Regions from separate parts of the Onychostoma macrolepis genome. Here region 2 is linked to region 1. A link is a contact called in public Hi-C data. All regions are on one chromosome and are shown on one strand. Each heading gives the region's core, a stretch centred on a gene start, on an enhancer-like site or on the middle of the called end of the contact. The rest is flanking DNA. Distances are from core to core; before and after follow the strand shown.

Region 1 (2,843 bases), core at 18-2,517:
TTCAAATCTTGTTTATTTGAACGTTTTGTTTGGACTATCACGCTCCGGTTAAACACAGATAGATTGGAGTCAAATAAAATGCCATTATATCAAAGTATGTGAATTAACATGCACCAATACATACAGTTCGGCAAAGACTGTCTACGAGAGACACTTTTAGCGGTGAGCATGACAATGTGACACCTGTACAAGTGTTTGCTCTTGATTACAGCGCCTCATCAAGCGGTTCATGCTCAAAACACCGGTCGGTATCTTTAACACGATGAAACAAATGTGTGCACTTACCGTGAGGGTCTTCTTATCATTCCGATCCATGATCCTCGCTTTGATCCGAAAGCTTCTCCGTGTCAAGGCGGGTTGGGTCGAGTCGTTATCTTCACGATAAACGGCGAGTCCACCCTCACCGCCGTCAGGCGTATTATTTATCTTAGACTAGCAATACAATAATCTGCTATCGATAAGGGCAAAGCAGTTTGATAAGAAAAGGAAAAAACAACCTATCGCAACCTAAGTAAACATAAAGAAAACTGGACAGGCGGATAGTAAACACAATGATACAGCACTAGGTGTTTCGTTATGCTTGTTAACGATAAAAGTTCGCGTCACATTACGCGCTTTCCACGGTAAATATCGCGAAGCGCGCACGGTGTTTCAGCCCAGGCCTGATCCGCTTGATGCCGTGGCAGCGTCTCTGAACCGGAGAGCGATATCGAGAGCCGATACAATAATGAAAGTAAACACGGGTGTATCGCAGCCGCTGGCTGATCCTCTCTACATACTGTCCTATTTTAATGGAAGATCACGCCGGCCTGCGCTGGACGTGTGCTGCGCCGTTTTCCTCCAGTAAAGGCATTCAGCTGGCAGCCGTGTAGCGGACCGATCCCGTCCTGCCGCTGCTGCATCACCTTGTCGGTGCCTCGGGATCAATCGGCGCCATAGACCATAAATCCACAATTAATGCCTGAAAGCTGCCAAGTTCACGTTCATGTCTGTGCTTCTATACACTGAAGCATTTGCGATTACCACCACCGCTTTCCTTACGTCTTGGTTTCTCCTTTATTTCTGTAGCCGTGTGCGCCGCCAGGCTCCAATATCCAGGATGTTGTTACTGCAACAGCTACTCCTCCTCTCAGTCCTCCAACATCCAGTCAGCTGCCGTTTGGTAAAGCCAGGGAGCGTCGCTCAAGTACGAGTCTCGATAGGCAACGCAAAATCAATGGCGGTCAATTATGGACAGTAGAGAGAAGAAAAAAAAAAACATTTATAGTTGTTCTTAATATGGACTTGTCGCACCTTTTCCACCTTTTTGAGTCTTCTTTATCGTTGTTTTTCTGTGTTTCTGTATGTTTGTGTTTTCTCAATTTTTTGCTCAGTTTGTCGTTTTAAAACATTTAAATAGGCATTTGCTTAGTTGTTGTTTAGATAGCTGAACTGTTACAATAGTGAACTGGCCATTAGAAAATTCTCATTACTTGAAATGAAACGAACATTAAATGAGATAAAATAAAAATGTTCGTTAAGTTTAAGCTGATGTATTAAAATAAATCTAAAACTTTATAAAAAACTATATAAACTTGTTTAAAAAACAAAACTGATCAAATATGACAAAACATAATACAAATAAAATAAATGACAAAACACAAAATTACTAAAACGTTAATTAAAATGAAAACATATCAAATAAAACTGAATTTAAAATAAAAACTATAGTATATCAATGATACCAAAATAACACTGGTTCACAGTAACATAGTTTTTGCAAAGAAAAATGCAAAGAAAAAATTTAAAAGGTCAAGATGATTAGTTGCAACTGTATTTTAATTGTTTAATGTTAAAATAATAACAAAAAGGTTTCATGTTTATTCATGTTATATTTATCTATAATGACTGGCTGGTTTTACACATTACTAAATGTCAAAATGATCAAGTTGTTTTACAACATTCATTAATGAGGCATTTTTAATTGCAACTGAATATATGTTCAATTTAAAGCAATCTTAAGGATGATTTACATATAATCAAATATATATGTTAAAAGATGAAACAATCTTAGGGACGATTTACATTTAATCAAATATACATTAAACTTCAGAGGATGCCGTCTTGGGGTTGAATATAAAATAGTTTGCACCTTCATATATCATAGATCCATCAAAGGACATTTTCACATTCTGCTGAGCAGCCGAAAAAAATGAGGCCATTTATATCTGTCTGTGACTTAGTCCTTGAGGTGCCATAAGTGTAGTTGTTTTCTCTTGATTTAAGGATGATTTACCAGAATAACCTACAGTGAGTGTCAGTGCTGTTGAAGGTTGTGGAGAAGAAATCTTGTATGTGTGAGTCAGTGAAGAAAGCAGTGGCCAAGGGAGTGGATCTGCTGTCAGTCAGTTTAAGAGGCACGCATTTGACACCCTGACAGAAGTCACTGTCAGAAAGAAGGAGTTTCGCTCTGCTGAGTTTCTCAGTTTTCTGTGAGAATATGACACGGATCACTGGCCAAAAGAAGAATCGCCTTAAACCTCAGACCATATACAACAAAAAAGACCAGATTAAGAGAAAATAATTCACCACAAACCTCTGTGAAGGCAAAACGAGGACGAAGATACAGGAAAATGGAAAGGGAACTGTTATCTGTTACTATAAGAGCAGTAGAGGTGAGACCATTCTCCAGTGGGCCTGTATAATGAGTCAGGATGTGATCTGAGACTTTGAACAGAGGAATGGTGAACGATGACAGTTTAAACTCAGCAAGCAAATGAATGGGATACAGCTTCAACCTTGAGAAGTCCAGGCAAGGGCGAGTTGATTGGCTTTGCAGGACAAAAGTGTCTGTCAATTGCATA
Region 2 (2,700 bases), core at 129-2,628, 140 kb before region 1:
CCTGAGGGTCACAAACGCGATATTGGCTTTCAGACTGCCGATCACTCCAAATACAGCACTCGCCACATAGCGCAGGTACTGCTTAGTTAAACCCATGGCAAGCCAGAGGCTGTAGACACACACAAAAACAACAGCAGGGGAGTATTGTCAGATGTGCTGCTCCTTTAATCTAGAAAACTGTGCACAATTTGTCATGTGATCACATATTTAGGAAAAGACCAATCATACTGTATAAAGCTGCATATCAAAGTAAATTCTACATGACTTAAAACACGTTTTATGTCAAAGCAAATGCATTTGCAGATGGAAATTGGCTAGTAGCTAAAGCCTCTTTTTAATTATGAGATTAATTTTTTATGCATGATCCCTGACAATGAATACATAAAAAAAAAAAAAAAAAAAACGTAATTATTGGTGAACAGCTAATGTATAAAACAGTAATACTGAGATTGTTGGAAAATATAATTATATTACATATAGAGACTGTAGTGGAAAAAATAAATGCTAAGTTACTACATGTTTAATATTATTTTTATATAGCTGTACCCTGTTAACATTTTAACATCAGATCTGTGGTTGTGACGTTGTATAATGGTTAATAATAGTTATTCGGCTACTACAAATGACTCTCACAAGTACCTTTAAAATCTACGATTTCTAAGTGCTAAATTCATTGCTAAGTTCATCAAATGAAAGTGAGCAACTGTTACTCCAACACCACGCTTTGAGGTCCATATGACCGTATACACAGCAACGAGAACCACATGCAGGCCGTTTAATCTCATTTAAAGAGCAATATATGCAGATAACAAAGTTCAAAATAAGCCACTGCGTATAGAAAATGTAGTTACATACTTTGTCGATTAGATGTATATTGTATCTGCAGTCCTTTATGAAAATATTGCTTCTGTGGATGTGGAGAACTTCTACATGCTCTCAGTCGCATGTGTGACATCAAGTAAAGACAAAAGTGGTAGATTACCGAGCAGAACTACGATGTTACTTCACGAAATGTTTCAAGAATTTATGTTTTTATAGACATCTGTATCACGCTAAAATATTGTTCGGAATGCTTCCTCATTATTCACACTGCTTTATGCGTTTTATTTATTTGCTCTTCTTATGAATTATGTGTACGGTATCGATTACTTCGGTCTGTGAGTGTGAAATCATGGTGCTGTCCACGAGGCGTGTCAGTGTGCTTATAATGAAAACTTAGTTTAATTTATTTATTCATTATACTTTATTATGCTTATTTTAATTTAACGATGACACTAGAACGTCGATTAAAATATGTGTTTCAGTATTGTATAGGTCTGTGCGTTTTCTACACGGAGCGACAACTTAGCTACTGCCCCTACTGCATTCCCGGAAGTGATGATTTTTGTCCTCGTGAATCAGCTGATCAGGAAGCTCGCTGAATGTTGCAAACACGATGTGTTGACCACAAGCAGCTAAAATCACATTTTAACAATGGCTAATTTAAAAGCGGAAGCACTGGAAGATGACAGTAATCTTTAAATCTATCTTTAACGGATTAGTTGGAGCTAATGTGTTTTTTTTTTTTGCAGTAGGAAGGACTCAATAGCTGCATCATAGGACATCTGGTAGGTTGCTGGTTATAATTTGCATTTTCATCAAGTCAGTATAAACCTGTGGTTAGAATAAGTATGAAGTGTTACTTTCCTTTTTATACTCTTTAAAACTGTGTTGTGTTGCATTGTTTGTAGGTGTCTATCGCGTTCGAGATGAAACTTTTATTTGGAGAAACTCATAACTTTGTTGTTGAAATTTAATTTAGGTAGTCGACTTTTACGCATGCATCTCATTTCTGCTGAATATCTTATCTGTTCCTGAAGTCCTGTCTGTCTGCACTGATAGTGCTTCTCTGTTGTGCTTGAAAGTCAATTACACTCATGAACACTACACTTCTCATACTGCAGCTGGCACAGGAAGTTTTGCTGAATACTTTTACAATTGTTGTCACATTTTGAAAGTTTGGGAATTCATTTATTTTATTTCATTGTGGCTTTGTTTTATGTTAATTAATTTTGATCATTTCATAAATTTTTTTTTTTGAGTTATTGAATGTGAATCAAAGTAAAAAAAAAAATTAAAAAAATACAAAACTTACTAAATTGGTTCTCAACCAGGGGGCCCGGGGCCCACTAGAGGGCCTCAGCAGACTTCCAAGATGACTTTATTGTTTAAATGGGCTATGTTTAAAATAATCGAGCTTAATATAAAATGCTTAAGTCTAGAAATCACAATATATAATATTTAAATTAACTTATTGTATTGAGTATAGTATTGAGCTCTCAAATATTGTTTTAGACAATGGTGGCCCCGAACAGCATTTCTCGGTCTTAAATTCTTTGAAGTCTGTCATTGTAACTACTGTCTTACATGTTTAAATGTGATGCAAACATCTCTGTATGTATGCGTTTACGTGCTAATATAGCCCAGGTCAAACTTCAGTCTGTGTGTCAAATGTTGTGTCTGTCTGTGTCTTTTCAGTTCAAAATTACCCTGTGAAGCTACAGCATGGATCCCTTGGGAGCTCGTTCCCAGTTTGTGGAGGTCCAGAACCTTTCCACGTGGGACCAGCCTCAGGGAGTCCAGGACGAGGTGGATGGAGAAAACCACTTACTGGAGGAAGATGACCAGCTGACCAATCAGCTCAATTCCTTAGAGTCCCCT

The links. A called contact is a pair of places that touch in the nucleus more often than the background predicts.
Region 2: a contact with region 1 is called in a Hi-C map of muscle, with 6 times the contacts expected there. The contact joins the promoter of gdap2 here to the promoter of man1a2 in region 1. A contact is called at or near these places in 2 of 2 Hi-C or Micro-C datasets (both in muscle).

The regions. Positions count from the first base shown.
Region 1 is chr09:15,245,637-15,248,479 of ASM1243209v1, reverse strand. It overlaps man1a2 (mannosidase, alpha, class 1A, member 2), which reads right to left and starts at 1,267. Exons shown (of 14, transcript XM_058786583.1): 1 at 286-1,267.
Region 2 is chr09:15,387,631-15,390,330 of ASM1243209v1, reverse strand. gdap2 (ganglioside induced differentiation associated protein 2) reads left to right here and starts at 1,378. Exons shown (of 14, transcript XM_058788214.1): 1 at 1,378-1,607; 2 at 2,518-2,700. The coding sequence starts at 2,545. wdr3 (WD repeat domain 3) reads right to left here and starts at 1,344. Exons shown (of 27, transcript XM_058788213.1): 1 at 856-1,344; 2 at 1-109. The coding sequence starts at 96.